2 separate regions of the Mus musculus genome follow, and region 1 is linked to region 2. A link is a contact called in public promoter capture Hi-C data. All regions are on one chromosome and are shown on one strand. Each heading gives the region's core, a stretch centred on a gene start, on an enhancer-like site or on the middle of the called end of the contact. The rest is flanking DNA. Distances are from core to core; before and after follow the strand shown. Region 1 holds the start of Edaradd (EDAR (ectodysplasin-A receptor)-associated death domain). Region 2 overlaps Heatr1 (HEAT repeat containing 1).

The links. Promoter capture Hi-C pulls out the DNA fragments that hold promoters and counts their contacts.
Region 1: a promoter capture Hi-C map of liver shows a contact between it and region 2. The contact joins the promoter of Edaradd here to the enhancer-like site in region 2. A contact is called at or near these places in 5 of 39 promoter capture datasets (the C10 cell line, the HPC-7 cell line, embryonic stem cells and 2 more), 1 of 484 Hi-C or Micro-C datasets (liver), 1 of 115 datasets of contacts at active chromatin or transcription factors (the SCID.adh cell line) and 3 of 9 other capture datasets (adipose tissue, liver and pancreatic islet).

Annotation. Positions count from the first base shown.
Region 1 is chr13:12,518,005-12,522,418 of GRCm38.p6, reverse strand. It overlaps Edaradd (EDAR (ectodysplasin-A receptor)-associated death domain), which reads left to right and starts at 1,969. Exons shown (of 6, transcript NM_133643.4): 1 at 1,969-2,501. The coding sequence starts at 2,471.
Region 2 is chr13:12,419,196-12,423,179 of GRCm38.p6, reverse strand. It overlaps Heatr1 (HEAT repeat containing 1), which reads right to left. Exons shown (of 45, transcript NM_144835.4): 25 at 2,035-2,138; 26 at 1,759-1,902; 27 at 1,021-1,139; 28 at 818-939. Among named protein-coding and RNA genes, the nearest start is that of Heatr1, 26 kb to the right of the region's middle. Within about 2 kb of position 1,944, at least 1 of the 459 cell types and tissues checked has an H3K27ac peak or open chromatin away from gene starts, as enhancers often do.

The DNA.
Region 1 (4,414 bases), core at 720-3,219, 99 kb before region 2:
TAAAAATAATTAATTAACCTTAGTCAGATGTGGAAGGTACCTGCAATTCCAGCCCTTCTGTGGATCTGAGTTTGAGGCTAGCCTGGTTTACAGAGTGAGACTCTCAAAGAAGGAGGAGGGGACAACGACGATGAGTAAGTCGAAGGAGAAAGGAGGAGAGAGGGGAGAGGGAGAGGGAGAGGGAGAGGGAGAGGGAGAGGGAGAGGGAGAGGGAGAGGGAGAGGGAGAGGGAGAGGGAGAGGGAGAGGGAGAGGGAGAGGGAGAGACTAAGTTCAGCAGGGAAGGGACGGTCCTAGCCTCCAGCCTGATGGCCCGAGTGTGATCCCCATGACCTACAGCAGGAGAGAGTGACCTTCTGACCTCTGCGTTTGCTTCCATGGCACACACTCATCCATGTGCACACACATAAGAAGAAAGACACTGTAGATATCTGAATCATCTTCTACCTAGTGAAAGATATAAGTAACGAAACGTACTGACAATTTCCTTTTGAAAAACAAACCGCTAGAACTTGCGCTAACAAGACAGCCCAACTGTATATGTGGTTTCTAACAACCAAACCTCAGAAATGAATTCCATCTCTGCGTGGAGTATAGAAGGAACCACAGACCAAACCTCAAAGTAGACTCCCTGAGAAAATACCCTTTCTAAATTAATTTCCCTACCTTACCTGAGCCTTTGTGGCCTCCTCTCTAAAGACCCAACTCTTCCATGGCAGCATCTTATGGAGAATACAAACCAACCCCAAGAGTGCCGTGAGCCTCAGAACCACAGAGCAGCCTGGGGGGCACCACAAAGATACATTGGCATTTGCTGTCTCCCTGAAATGTTCAGTTTATTAATTAATCTGAATTGGGTAATTTGTTAATGAAATTGTCCAGCAAATACTGAAATAATCTTTCTTTTCTTACTTCCTCCTCCTCCCCCCTTCCTCCTCTTTTTTAATAAAGCCCCACACCATAAAGTTCTTGGTGGTCTCAAACTCCAGACTCCCCTCCTGCCTCAGTCTCTTGTGTGCTGGGATTACAACGTATATCATCAGGCTGGGGCTTATGCATGCCAGGCACTCTACTACTGACCTACATCCTTGGCTGGCATCTCCTTTAAACTCCTTTTTTAAAAAGAAAATAGTTCTATGCTTATGTCCAAGGCAGATATAGATTATGTGCTTCCTTTCAGAGATTCCTATTAAATGTAACGTGTCTGTAACCTTTGTATATGGCACATAGTGAAGATGCTGCCACTAGAGCTGGAGAGGCAGCTTAGCCTTGAAAGTGCTACCACTTTTGCAAAAGACCCAAGCTCAGTTCCTAGCAAGGCCACAACCACCAGCAACTCCACCTTTAGGGGAGCTACCACCGTCTTCTAGACCCTGTAGGCACTGTACTTGTGTGTTCATACCCCTCACCCCCAATATGATTTAAAAAATAATAGAAATAACTTAAACTTTTAAATAAAATATAGCCATTTTAAAAGATCAGATTCGCCATGCAGTGGTGGCACATGCCTTTAACCCCAGCACTTGGCAGGCAGAGGCAGGTGGATTTCTGAGTTCTACAGAGTGAGTTCCAGGACAGCCAGGGCTATACAGAGAAACCCTATCTCGAAAAAACCCAAAAAACAAAAAACAAAAAAATAAAAAAATAAAAGATCAGATTCTCTGCTCTTAATTAGAATAAAATCCCATTTAAGCTAAATCTTAATTCGTTTAAGGGCCCATGGGTTCTGCATTTCTAACAGAACCGTATACTGTTTTTTTGGTTTTTGCTTTTTCCTTCAGAGGAGTAAACCAGAGACCTCAAGACTGACTTTTCTTCCCGCTCCTTTGTGTAGTGCTCACCCAGGAGGTCAGGCAGTAACTAATGCCAAAGAAACATCAAATTAGAAAGTGCTAGCGTGTGCGGTCATGCCGCCGTTCAGGCTGCCTGAAGATTAGGAAACTGTTCAAACATCAAATCGCCGGCAGGCGTCTCAGCCCGGGCCTGTGCAAGGAGCACGCTGGGAGTGCTTTGGTGTCCCAGCTGAGGACGAGATTAGGAGCCGGGAAAGCCACCCGCGCGTGCGGCAGCCAGGGGAAGGCTAGCTGAAAGGCTCTCCCAGTTGCGATCGCGTGGGACCTCCGTGGTAAGACCAGGGTTCTACGCCCTAGGTACCAGCAGGGCAAGTGCTCCGGGGGCCCCTCGGTGTCCTCTCGTGCCCAACCGCAACCCACGGAATCCTCTCCAGAGTTCTGGAGAGACTCGCGCCGGGAAGGGGCTTTGCTAATTGCAGGAAGTGAGCACGAGGAAGAAGTGGCAGAGATCAAGAAGAGGAAAGGGAGGAGGAGGAGCAGCAGCAGCAGCAGGGCAGAGCGCAGACAGAGTCGCGCATTACCACGCAAGAGGTTGGGTCCCTGCGATCCTGCTGTTCTCAGGGGTCCTAGAGACTGTCCACCCCTGCTCGGACACTCATCTGTCCTCTCCTGGTCTTCATGGCTTCTCCGGACGACCCTCTGCGCTCAGGTAAAGCGGCAAGGTGCCGCGCCCTCACTTGGGGTGTGACCACCAGCTGGATTAATGAGACTGAAAGACTGAACTTCAGTCATCCCCTGGGAGCGGTTTTTTTTTTCTTTCTTTCTTCCTTCCTTCCTTTCTTTCTTTCTTTCTTTCTTTCTTTCTTTCTTTCTTTCTTTCTTTCTTTTTTTTTTTTTTTTTTCTTTTGGACACCAGGGCGCCAGATGTGTGTCAGGCTGGATGGGAACAGCTGCGGCACGCGTCTTACCTCTCCCGATCCTACCCCTGCGCTTGCCCCTCTGTGAGCAGCAGCTGATCGCTCGCTTCCTGCACACTGCAAGGTGTGCGTGGTCCCTCTCCCCACGCGGAGGCCCGGCCGAGCGCTTTTGTTCTGGGCCACGCGGGTGCCTGGTTGAAACAAGTCAGCCAACCTTTGATAGAAAAGAACATAGGAGGGAGGATTCTGCACCCCCTTCCTTCCAGGCTCTCCCTTGCTTTCCACTCGCACATTTCCTTGTTCGTCTTCTCCCTCCTAGCTTCACTTTGCTGAGATGTGTTTGCTTCTGTGCAAGTCTTAACCTCTCCGAGCCACTATTCAACTATTATACTGTCCACAGAGCCACGAGGCTGAGCCCACATGCGCAATCCCCACCTGTGGAGGTCTCTAGTCCCCGTAGTACATTAAAAATGTGCTTTGATATCTGAGGTCAGAATCTAGATTTTTCTATCGCTTCTCCCTCATTTAAGGAAAATTCCTTTAAACGTCAACGTCCAGGAATCTCCTCTGTCCTCCTGTAATCTAGCTACAAACTCCATCGGTGTTTGTGAACGAAAGGATGATATGTCCCTTTGAGTACGCTAGGTCTTTCTCTGGTTTTGGTGAGGTTGGACACTCTGGTAAGAGCCACACAGAACCAGACTAGACTGCTGAGATCGATGTGATTGCTTGTGTTTCGTATTTCATTTCTTGAGTGGAGTAGGGACAGAGTTCAAGAGCTAAGCCCTGATTACCGGCTTGACCTGACAGAGAAGATACCATGTCTGGCAGTGGCCAGAAGCTTAAGCCCAGTGGCCATTCTGATTTGGCGGCCATTCTGATTTGGCATCTTGGAGTGCTGGTTTGGGAAGGGGGCTGTTTACTAGTGACATCAAAAAAAAAAAAAAAAAAAAAGAACTAAATTATTCAAACGTAGCACGCTCCACGGGCTATCAAGTGAACTGGCCAACCCTCACATTGTTTGCAAGAACAGAAGGGGACTTAAGGGGACAATTCTCTCATCGGGTGCCTGCTGCTATGTATGTATTGTCCTCCTTGTGCTGAGGACTGTATGAATAAGATGTCAAGGGGTGTTTGGTTTTAGTCATGATGGTCCCAGACTTAGTAAATGATACTGGATTCAAGAGATGGAGAAGAGGAGTTCATTGGATAAGGATACAGGTAACATTTGCCTGCGCTGCCTCTCGACCCGACTGCATCAGAGAAAATGGGGGCAGGGACGGGGTGGAAACCAACCAGTTCAGCAGTAACACCAGCATAAAAAGCCTCCGGGAGAGGGGGTTGCTGAAGAGATGGCTCAGTTAGTGAAGTGCCTGCCAAGCAAGCATGAGGTCTTGCATTCTGGTCTCCAGCACCCATATTAAAAGTCAGGCAGAGTGGAACTGCCGTGGCACCCATGCCTTCAATGCTAGGGCTGTGGAGGGTGGGGTGGAGAGATCTCTGGGGCTTGCTGGCCATCAGCTTAGTTCCAGGTTCAGTGAGAGGCCCTGTCTCAAGAAGTAGAGAATGACAAAGCATGACACTTGGCATAGTCCTCTGTCCTCCATACAAACACATGCAAATGTCGGCATACATGTACATATACATTGGACACATGCACAGTAATTGAGAAAGACACCCAAAGTTGACTTCCCGTCTGTACACA
Region 2 (3,984 bases), core at 695-3,194:
GAGTCCGGTGAGGCTCCAGTACTGACAGTGTAGCAGAAGCCAGAGGCCTCAGACCAGACCAGTGAGTCAGTGCAAAGAACATTTGCAAGCAACGGAGTGCAGACAAAAGGGACACACTATAGCTTCCACAATGAGCTTTTGCGAGTTCTTTTCTTCTCCTTTTGGTGGGGAGGTTGCAAGGCTCGAGGGTGGTACAAGGGGACTGGAGGGTAAGTAGAACTGGGTACATGAAGTGAAATTCACAACAAACCAATAAAAAGTTAAAGGTGGCGGCAGAGGTGGGGAATCTCAAGTTTCCAAACATACAAATGGTCAACATACAAAAGAATGTTGGGAAAACAGATAAACATAAAAGCAGCAGCATCCAAGACTGGGGGACTGATATCAAAGTGACAACAAGGCACCCTTTGCATCCACCACAGTGGCTAGGAGCTGTACTACTGGATGGATGTCACTTGACTTTCATGAGGTACATGATAACCAATTTTTCTGTGTGTGTCTCGTTTGTTTAGTATCTTCTGGGGACTGGCAAGCTGGAGTTTCCTGGAGAGTATCAGGGTGTCAGATAATGCATGAGGAGCCAACCACATGTTGTCCAGCTGAAGCTCCATCACATGCCAGTGAGGAAAGTTACTGTTCTTTTTACCGACTAACTCAAGCTTCCTTTTCTCTTTCTTTCTTTCCCCAACACTGGGAATCACACTAGATCTAACCTTTGCCAGGCAAAAGCTCTTCCACTGAGCCCTAAACCTCTACACACCGATGCATTGAAGAAGAGACCTGAAACAGCCACTCGGGTCTTATATCTTTCACTTACCGGAAATATTCCAGCAACAGTACCCAAAAGTAGCAGGGCATGGTGGTGAGTCTGCGGCATCTCCGAGAGGCGGATGCACTGCACTATCAGCTCCACGTTGAACTTCTCCTCATCCACAACATCTACAGTGGAGGGAAGGAGTGGCTGATAGACTCATGCGCAAGCAGGCCGTTTCCTGCCCTTCCCGCCCACCAAGCACATACCTTTAGGTATTCTGCCACCATCTGGGGAGAGTTTTTGGCAGATGTTGAGCAAACAACTCAGAATTAACTGCTTAGTGTACTCCATGTTCCCCTGCTCTGATGACAAAGGCTCTAAACACCTTCAGGAGCCCCAGAAGAGAAATGATTGGGAATTTAGAAGTTAATACAGTCACATTAATGACTACTGTTCAAAACCTATTCAATAAGGAATAAAGAAAACACTACTATTGCACAGTCTAATAGATTTCTAACTCTAGTTTTGTTTCTCATACAGTCAAGTACATCAAGTGGTTTCTGTCCACAATTTAGGTACTCCCACTAACCTACTCGCAATCTCCTAACGACGTGGAGAATCACGGCACTTTTCCAATGACAACAGACTCCTCAGCTCAGTGGCACACTCTAAAGCTATGTTTTCTAATCATTTACAACTATGATAGCAGACGTCACACAGCATCCTTAAAATACACATGAGTGGCTAAGACACGGCCCTGGAAGTTAGGTAGGAAAGCAGGTAGATCGATGAAGTCAGTTACTACGAAGCTCAGGAGGAAGCCAGCGTAGGAAACCCGTAATGGGTTACTGAACCCAGGCTTCAATATTTAATGACAGCACTTTAACTTCCTTTATTGGACAGACGATCTGAACAAGAAAAATGTCCCCAAAGACAATGATAAATCAACATGGGCAAATTCTTACCACCCGCTTGTCCCCAAGACCAGATCCACGCGCCATTACCTGGACAGCAAGTTGAAGAGGGGTGGGATCAGTATCTGAGGGCACTTGAGCTTCTTCTTGTGCTGCAGCAACTCCAGGATGAGGGTGACTCTTTGCCAGTAAGGGCCCTCCACTTCTTGGACAGACTCTACATCTTGTGACTTTCTGGGAAACAGAGTTGACAATGCAAACACTATTACCCCTGTTTATGCAAAACTGGTGAGTATCTAGAAACCACAACAAAAGCCTGAGCCTGAGGTACAAGACCAGACCCCTTGGTGTATTCAAAGCTCTTACTTCTGTTGCATTTTCTGCCTTCTCGTTTGCTGAATTGTGCCCAAAGATTTAGCTTTATCTCGTGGCTCCAGTTCTATTCTGATTTGTTCAGCATCGACAGAAATCTGAAATATTGAAATAATGGCTAGTGATGTGAGTCACTGGAACAAGAGTACAGCAATAGTTGTAATGTAATTATCAACTATCAACATTAAAATAAAACAAGAAAGTTGGGTGGGGGTGACGTACACCTTTTATACCAGCACTCGGGAGGCAGAGGCAGGCGGATCTGAGTTCAAAGGCAGCCTGGTCTACATAGTGAGTTCCAGGACTGCCAGGAATCCACAGAGGAAACCCATCAATCGATCAATAGATAAACATAGCTGCAATAAGCATCACTGCACAGGTCAACGAAAACATTTCAGTCTACATTTACGTCATTGTGCCACTTGAAGTCTGCCTAGTCCCCAATACAAGCACTACAAACGCCATCTTATGTGTTATTTAGGATGCTCTCAAGTACGATGCTGAGCAGATTCCTATGGTACTTACGTGCTGTCACTAGGTTCAGAAATATGTACAACATCAATTACATTTGCCTGACAGTCAAGGTTGAGCTTATCTTTAGCTGATATGGCATGTTTGAGTTCAAATCCCAACAACCACATGGTGGGCTCACAACCACTCATAATGAGATCTGACGCCCTCTTCTGGTGTGTCTGAAGTCAGCCACAGTGAACTTGTGTATAATAATAAATAAATCTTTTAAAAAAAAGACATTCATTAAAATACAACTATGGACTGAGTAGTAAATGATACCAAGGAATTGCTATCAATTTTTTCAGGTATGTTGTAGTTACGTTAGACAATGGACATTTTTAAAAGGTGAAAATGTAAAAAGTACATAGGGATGGAAATTAAATGTTTTAGACTTGCTTTAGAATATTTTCTTCTGCAAAGAAAAAGAGGAGAAAAAGCTGTTAAAGACTGAGAGCTAAATCTGTATATTACATTTTCATCATTATTTAAGCTAAATATTTTATGTGTATGGTATTTTGCCAGTATATACATCTGTGTACCACCTACATGCCTGGTGTTTGTGTAAGCCAGAAGAGGATGTTAGATGCCCTGGAACTAGAGTCACAGATCCTTGTGAGTAGCAACATGGTGCTGGGAATCAAACCCAGGTCCTCCTCTGGGAGAGCAACAAGTACTCTCAACTACTGAAGCCATCTCTCCAGCCCCGACTTCTATTATTCTTATTGTTACATACATACCGCGTCTGTTATGTGTATGCACATGCTCCGTTATTGTTACATACATACCGTGTCTGTTATGTGTATGCACATGCTCAGTGTGCATGCATGTGGAGATCCAGCATGGATAGCACGAGTCTTCCTTGATTGTTCTCCACCTTATTTATTGAGGCAGGGTCTGTTACCTGAACCCAGAGCTTAACTACACAGCGAGTCTAACTAGCCAGCTTGCTTTAAAGACCCTGCTTTTGTCTTCTAAGTACTGGAACTAGAGGTGGACTACCTACCATCCACACCCAGATTTACGTAGGATACAAACTCCAGTATTGGCACTTGTGTGGTGATCACTTTATCCACCCCCCCTAACATTCTCTACTGTAGTCAATTCAAGAAATGAAATAACCCACTCCAATGACGGCTAGATTTCAATGTACATACAAACATAACATGCAGAGCTCCAATTCCATCTTATACATCACATATCTATTTAAGTAAAATAAGGTCATCTTGCGCAACATCAAGCCCCTCACAATTCCCCATTCCTTTCATGAAGCAGGCAGGTGCACCTAATATGAGTAAGATCCAAAAATAAGACAACCATGAGTAACTCTCTGAAAATATACACTTCATATCTAACAACAAACAACAAACACTGCCCCGCTTTCAGTTTGTCCTGCTTCTTGTATGGAAATGCGGCCTCTCAGCTTCTGATTTC